Regions from separate parts of the Monodelphis domestica genome. Here region 1 is linked to region 2. The links are chromatin contacts, called in public Hi-C maps. All regions are on one chromosome and are shown on one strand. The core of a region is the stretch at or near the end of the contact, and the rest is flanking DNA. Distances in the headings are between cores, read along the strand shown. Region 1 overlaps TNS1 (tensin 1). Region 2 holds the start of RUFY4 (RUN and FYVE domain containing 4).

Evidence for each region. A called contact is a pair of places that touch in the nucleus more often than the background predicts.
Region 1: a Hi-C map of spleen and liver shows a contact between it and region 2, with 7 times the contacts expected there. The contact joins the enhancer-like site here to the promoter of RUFY4 in region 2. A contact is called at or near these places in 2 of 2 Hi-C or Micro-C datasets (limb and spleen and liver).

The regions. Positions count from the first base shown.
Region 1 is chr8:71,609,090-71,613,118 of mMonDom1.pri, forward strand. The region is part of intron 1 of TNS1 (tensin 1); the gene reads left to right. LOC130455901 (a long non-coding RNA gene) reads right to left here. Exons shown (of 5, transcript XR_008914161.1): 5 at 3,794-4,029. Among named protein-coding and RNA genes, the nearest start is that of TNS1, 74 kb to the left of the region's middle. Within about 2 kb of position 2,027, at least 1 of the 2 cell types and tissues checked has open chromatin away from gene starts, as enhancers often do.
Region 2 is chr8:71,529,541-71,533,554 of mMonDom1.pri, forward strand. It overlaps RUFY4 (RUN and FYVE domain containing 4), which reads right to left and starts at 2,279. Exons shown (of 12, transcript XM_056806813.1): 1 at 2,182-2,279.

The sequences.
Region 1 (4,029 bases), core at 777-3,276, 79 kb after region 2:
TTGTTCTGAGAAGGGGTCCATAGGCTTCAGCGGACTGCCAAAGAGGTCAGTGACACTAGGGTCTCCTCCAACACTAAGGCTTTATTGATTTGTGGTTCTGTGGGCTGTGGGTTAATAGCAGGACATTGTCAAGGAGTTTGTCTATCACTATCATGGGACTGGATGGACTAGTGTATATGGACTGATCTGGAAAGGGTGATGAGATGAGCTTAAGCAGGGATAGGCTGGTGTTCCCACTTGGCCACTGGAATGCCAGGACTCTGGGGTCCTTGCATTGTGGTGAGGGGAATTGGGGCTGATGCTTTCTTGAGTCACTTCCATCTTCACTCTAGAAGCTGCAAAGCTGAGCTCCAGGATCTTCTTCTCTCCCTTCCTCCCCATTCCACAAGCCTTCCCTTACACCATGCTAGTCCTTGATTTTAGGCTGCCTGTTGTTTACTTGGGGCTGAGCCTTCCCTTCTGAATGTACTTTATGTGACAGCTGGAGTGATGGAAGGGGAAGGGGGCAAGGCAAGGTCTTGGGCATGGAATGGAACCCAAAGATAGTCAGGACAGAAAGGAAAGAGAAACCAGGGGGGTCCAAAGACTTTATGTTGGAGCCCCCCCCCCCCCCCCACCAAAAGGCAAAGGAGTAAAGGCTATTAACTTAGTGGCCTTGTGGATTTGCATAATGCTCACTTCAGAGGAAGAAATGAAGTCACAAGGTCCCTAGTTCCTGGTCCCCAGCCCCATCCACCTACCCACCCCATTCCAAGCCCTGCTGATGAAGCCTGGCTTAGGTTGATCTGGAGCCTCCGGCTCTGTGCGGTTTGCCTCCCAGAGCTGTTGTGAGGACCAGTTATAATAATGTGTGCCCAGGGCTTTAGAAACAAAAATGTGCAACAGAGATATCAGAGACTAGTTTGAATTAATTTTGGGATAGCTAGAGGATAGTTATAGGTGCAGTGATGGAGGGTATGAAGACCAGCCTAGCTAAGTTTGGAGCGGTCAGGCACAACAACCCTTTAGGTGGTACTGGGATCGCCTCCATTACCTGACTGTGGTCAGGAAGTTGTTTAGTTATTTACAGTTGTATCCGACTCTTCATGACCCCATTTGGTGTTTTCTTGGCAGAGGTACTGGAGTGGTTTGGCATTTCCTTCTCTAGTTTTGTTTTTCAGATGAGGAAAATAAGGCAAAGAGGGTTAAATGACTTGGTCAGGGTCATATAGTGTCTGAGGCTGGATTTGAACCCAGGTCTTCTGACTCAAGGTTGGTCCTCTATTTACTTCACCTCCTAACTGAGGAAGAGTTGAGTTCAAATTTGGCAGAAATGTCCATATCTCTACAAGCCCTATCTATGTAACTTCTTTCAGCCTCAGTTTCCTCACCTGCAAAATGAGGACAATAATAGCATTGACCTCATAGGGTTGTTGTTAGGCTCCAGTGAGATATCAGATTTAAGCCACTTTGAAAACCTTATAACACCACTTTAATTAGATGCTGTTATATAGAGGGGGATGAATTTTTTTTTTCTCATCTGTAAAATGGGGACAGTAAAAATACCTGCTTCCCAGGGTGGTTGGGAGGATCAAATGAGATACTTGCTAAGCCCTCTGCAAACCATACAACACTATATAAATGCTATTTTGGCTTTTATTGATGTTTTTATGAATATTCTTCTTCATTATTATTATTATTATAATTATTGTAATCCTTGTAGACTGTCTACCCCAAATTTTTGAGGGGTTTGTGTCTATGTGAGTAGAGACACATATTGAAAGTGCTCAAGTGTTATTCTTCTTCAGCAATATTGAACCGGATCTCTTCCTTTTTCTTGGCCTCTTATTCCTCTACTTTTGACTCTGTTTTTGGTTGAGTTTCCCTCTGCTTCTCTTTGTTGTTGTTGTTGTTGTTGTGTTCTCTCTCTCTCTCTCTCTCTCTCTCTCTCTTGTTTTTCTTCCTTTCCTGGCTCTGTCTTCTCCCCACCTTCTCCCTCCTCCCTCTCTATGTGTCTACCCATCTCTGTGACTCAGTCAATTTTACCCTGGCCCTGGGCCAGACTGTCTTGGGAGATGAATCCTGAGGACATTCTGGATTTATGAGCCTGCGCCGGACTCCATCCCTTCCCCAAAAGTCACGAGAAGCTTTCCTTCCTCCACCCATGTTGGGGTTTCCCCTTCAACGGGAGATGACCCACTGGGAGGAACTGGGTAGATTTCTGCAAACTTAAAGAGGATATGGAACCTCTCTAGAAAAAAAAAAAAAGGACTTAGAAGCAGCTGGGAAAGTCTCAGAGGGGAAGGGTGGTGGGGCTTGGAAAGGAGCTTTAGCTCTGAGCTATACTCCAGGAATGTTGGGATAGTGGACTGTGCTGGCCCCTGCTGATGTGTCTGGGAAATGACCAGAATGGGCAGAGGAAGGAAAAGGAAGGGACCTGTAGAAAAGGGCCTCCTAGGTAGAGTTAGAAAGGACCTTCAGGGCTATCTTAGCCTCTCATTTTAAAGATGAGCTTGTGACTTGGTTAAGGTCACACAAATGGTGAGTGTCAGAAGTGGAATTTGAATCCAGTACTGTGCCCTCAAGTCCATAGTTCTTTCCCCCTCTATCATATTGCTTCCCAAACTGAAATTGTGGAAATTTTGACCCTCAGGGATCTCAGCACAGGAGAGATCTCTATCTCTTTGGACTCCTGAGGGAAGGGGCTTTTTAGATGGGGACCTTTGATAGAAAGAGGGACTGGAATTCTGGCCCAGCTACTGTGTGATTTTCTGGGACTCTCCTTTGTATAATAAAGGGGCCTATTGGATTAAATGATCTCTGAGGTCCTGCTAAACTCGAACCCTACCAAAAGGATGTAAGCAGAATCAATCATTTTTATTTCTGATGAAAACTTTTGCTGTCATCAATGCCATGTTTGTGTGGGGATAGCTAAGTCCTCTTTAAGTGGTGAGTTCCCCTTTCTCTTGCTTCAAAAGGGAAACACAACAACAAAGGTCTTCACAAACACTTGACTTGGGGTCAAGAGACCTGGATTTGAATCCTGGCTGTCACTGTACAATCATGTATGGGGGCACTTATGCTTTCTGCACCTTGGTCTCCTTATCTGAACACTGGACCTGGAATGAGATCTTGAGCCTCAGACACTTACTAGCTGTGTGACCCTGGGTAGAAGACGTAACTAACCTCAGTCTGCCTCAGTTTCCTCATCTGTAAAATGAGGATAATAAAAGCAGCTATCTCCCAGGGTTGTTGTGAGGTTCAAGTAAGATAGTATTTGTAAGATGCTTAGCAGAGTGCCTTGAACATATGAGGCAATATATAAATATAAATATTATTATTATTATTATGCTGGTGCTACCTTCCTCACTAAGTTTTTATAAGCCTCAGAGTGCTAGAGAAACATAAGTTGTAGCTTCATTTTTTAAATCAACCATTATTATTATTATTAAAATCCTTACCACTTTAGAATCAATATTGTACACCAGTTCCAAGGCAGAAGAGCGTTAAGGGCTTGGCAAAGGGGGTTAAATGACTTGCCCAGGTTCACCCAGTTAGGAAGAAGCATCTGAGGTCATTTTTGAACTCAGGACTTCCCCTCTCCAGGTCTGGCTGTCAAGGCACCCAGCTGCCCCTAGAACAGGGTTTATTAGTGATGGTGTTTATTACAAATCCTTTCTGAAAGTAAAAAAAGGCACACTGGTGGCCCAGTGGAATAGATACTTAGTATTGATTCCAAGACAGAGGATAAGGGAACACCCTGTTCCCCCTTAAAGTCAAGTAAAACAAACCAAACCAAACAAAACAACATGCCTTGTTCTTCTTCTAAAGCCTGCCAAGTCAGTCACAGGTTGAAGGGATTTAGCGTGCAGCCCCCTCATTTTTATTAGGGAGGAGAATCAGGTTGAGAAAGATTAAGTGCCTGGCCTCAGGTCACACAGTTTGAGGAGGCAGCATTCAAACCCAGGCCCTTGGATGGGAAGGAATTCCACACTCTTCACTGGCCTATGACTTTCTGCTCCACTGGGTCTGAGATCAGGTCTGGTTCCA
Region 2 (4,014 bases), core at 1,029-3,528:
TGAGACATGGAAGATGATCCAGTAAAGAAGACTTTTAAGCTCTTTTCCTGGTGTATGATCTTCTACTCCTATAGCTATGTGTCTACCTCTTCTCCCCTGATCCCTCTAGGATTAAGTCCTTACGTTAAGCATACCATTTGAGGATCCCATCCTCCTCTATGATGTGTTCCCTTGCCCTTCTGAGAAGTCAGCCTCCTAAGAATAGTCATCCTTGAGACACACACTCACTCCTTCCTGATCCTCAGCTGAGTGGAAAGTCTGATTGCTTTCAAGGAAATGAGTGAAGGGAGAGAGCACCCCTGGGAAATGGAGAAATGGGAAAGGGACTAGACAAGAGCCAAGAGTACTGGCTTCCTTCATCAATTCTGCCAGAGATTCACAGTGGAAGTCCAGTCTGCCCCTATCCTCCATTCCCCTCATCTGTAAAACTGGGAGTAATAGTGCCTATCTTGCAGAGTTGATATGAGGATGAAATGAGATAAGAATTTTAAAAGGCACTTAGCACATAAATAGGTACTACACAAATGCTTATTTCCTTCCCTATCCTGGAAGGTCCTCTGACTCCTTAGGATCTAAGGAGAGCTTTAGGGGGCCAAAAAATTGTAGACACAGACACACAAGGAGTCCATGACCAGGTATGGGTAGTACAATTAAAGAGGCTTAACTTTAATCAGGTTAGCAAGGATAGAGATTGCTCAGAAGAAGGCAACAGGAACTCCAGTCTTTGTCATGAGATGATTGCTTGAAGGAATCAGGGATATTCAGACTAAAGAGGATAAGACTTAGTTGGGACATGATAATTATCTTCAAGTATTAGAAGAGCTGTTATATGGAGAAGAGATTAGTTTTATTTCACTTGGTCTCAGAGGGCAGAATTAATAGGGGTAATTGGAAATTGCAGAGAAGTTGACCTGAAATCAGTGGAAGAATACTTCCTAACAAATATAGACACCCTTGGGGGCAACTAGGTGGCTCAATAGATAGAGAGTCAGGCCTAGAGACAGGACTGACCTCAGACACTTCCCAGTTGTGTGACCCTGGGCAAGTCACTTAACCCCCATTGCCTAGCTCTTGCCACTCTTCTGCCTAGGATCCAATACACAATATTGATTCTAAGAAGGATGGTAAAGGCTTTAAATATGCATATATATTGAGTGATAATACATATATAATCCAGTAGAATTGCTTGTTGGCTCTGTGAGGAGGAGGGAAAAGGGAACAGAAAGAATATGAATCATGTAACCATGGAAAAATGCTTTAAAATAAATTAAAATATATAATATATATAATATATAAGTTAAAAAAATATACATATACCCCAAAGTCACGTGAGCTTCCTTGGGAGGGTCTAGATTTCTTTCACTGGAGGTCTTCAAGAAAGAGCTTGGAATGGCTAAACAAGTTGTGGCATGCAATTGTGTTGGAATATTACTAATCCAAGAGAAGTGACAAGCAGATAAATTTAAAATAAACACGGAAAGATCTACATGAAATGATGAAGAATGAAACAAGCAGAACCAAGAGAACATTACATACAGTAAAAGAAATATTGTTTGAAAAATGACTTGTGTATATTCACCTCCAGGGAAAGAACTGATAAATAGAAATACGACATAGTTTTATATATACACATATATATATATATATATTTATCAAATAAGACTTCCTCTAATGGAGGTGGTGTGGGAAGGAGGGAATTAACTGGGGGTATTTTAATGTAACAAACAAATATAATAATTAATTTTTAAAAAGAAAGAGCTACATGGACTCTCTGTAGGGATGTTGCAGAGGAAAGTTTTGCTCAGTTATAAATTGACTTTCCTGAGAGAATGTAAGCTCCTTGAGGTCAGGGGCTGTTTCATTTTTGTCTTTGTATCTCCATTTCCCAGTGCTGGCATGTAGCAGGCCCTGAATAAATGTTTATCAATTGATTGATTCAAGTACTAGTTGGACTTACTGGCTTCTGAGGTCCCAACCAAATTGTAGGGGTTGGTAGGGATATTATTAGGGAATATGAAATATCACTGGGGAAATCAAGGCACAAATGGGAGAGGAGACCCTATAGGTAATTGGAGTTGGGTAGTATTGGAAAGAAACTGTTAGATCCTGAAAATCATGAAAAATCTCTCACTCACTAAACCCCCTCCCGTACTCCTCAAGGAATGGCCGTTGGCTACTCACCCAAGAAGGACTGGAGTGGTCACTGTGGCACAAGAACTGGAATGTTTTTGTGTCTGTCTAGTCCTTGTAGCCTTCTCTGAAACCTGTTGTTCAGACAGTGACTCATGTCTAGTATCACCCAGGGCCTCTAAGAGGGTGAGGGGAACTCCAGAGCCTTGTGAAAGAAGGAGTAGGGAATAGTGGAAGGTGGGAAGGAATCAGAAGACCAAAGACAAGAAAAGGGAAGCAGAGGGACACTGAGTGATAGTGATGGGAGAAATAGATTTGAGGGAATTTGGATTTCTGGGTTTAGGAGAGTAAAAGGATTGTGGAAAGTAGAAAGAGCCAATACATTATGGTGGAAAGAATATTTGATCAGAGGATCTGGATATGAAACTAGGTCTGCTTCTTACAGACTTGAGTAATCTTGGTTCCTTTATTTCTCTCTGCCTCTGTTTTCTCATCATAAAAATGAGGGCACTGAATTAGATAATCTAGAAGGATCCTTTCTATTTGTAAGTCAAGTCAGGTTAAACGGCACCCATTATGTGATAGGCACTCTACTAAGCACTAGATCACAGGAAAGACTACATACAAACAAGATAGAGAATTTGGAGAAAACCAACAGAAGAAAAGCATGGTGCTAAGGGGGATAAAGAAAGGCTTCTTATAGAAGGTAGGTTTTTAGTTCACATTTGAAGGAAGTCAGAAAAGTCAGGGAATTCAGATGTGGAAATGAGGAAGAGTATTTAGGCATGAGAGAAGACAGCCAGTGAAAATACATAGATTTAGGAAATGGAGTATCAGGGAAATAGTAAGGGGAACCATACCACTGTATTGTAGAATATGAGCAGGAGAGTAAGGTGGAAAAATGTAGGAAAGAGAGGAAAGGACCAGGCTATAAAGGGCTTTAAAAGTCAAACATATCATTGTAATTTATGAATTAATGAATGAAAACCTTCTGAAGCTAAGGGAGTAGTAATGAACTTTGGAAGGATCTCTCCCTGCTCTCTCTCTCTTTCTCTCTCTCTCTCTCTCTCTCTCTCTCTCTCTCTCTCTCTCTCTCCCTTTATATATATAAATAATTCTCTGATAGATAAATGATCAGAGGATATAAACAAAGAACTAAGTCACTAATAATAATAAAAATGCAAATCAAAACAATCCTGATATTTCACCTTACACCTGTGAATCTTAAATTTTCTCAGACTCTACCTTAGAACATTTGGTTAAGGTTATTCCTTATTTTAAACAATGGAGGTACTTCATCAGGAATGTATTGGGAACTTAAAATTACTCCACCCATACTTAGGCATACTTTAGGGGAAGATAAAGTTGTAAAACTCCTTAATAAACAATGAAAAAGTACTTAACTCATACTTATAGTGAGGCCAAAACCTTAAACTAGGTCTATTTTTAGACCTAATACAAAAGGGTGCTAAGTACCTATGAAGGTCAAATTAATCACTAAAAGGTCAGGCAACTTGCAAGGGGCAAAGAGGTGTGAACTTACTCAGAAGATATAATCTACCCAGAGAAGGTGAGACCTAAAAACTAAGAATGGGCTGTCCTAGGAAAAGCGTCTACTGTAATTGATAGACATGAAGATTTAGGGGAGGTGACACAAGAGAAATTTCTCTTTAAAAGGAGCTGTCTGAACCAGTTCAGGGGAGTTCGAGTTAATTCAGCCTTGGAAGCTGAATTGGAGGTCAGGAGTCAGAGGAGGCTGCTGGGTCTCTGAACACTAGAGTTTTGCTTGGAAAGATCTTGTGGTGAGTGATTAAAGACTGACTTAATTTCTCTCTTAAAGAGAAAAGGTCTAGGCTATTGACCTAGACTTGAGCCTTTTCCCTA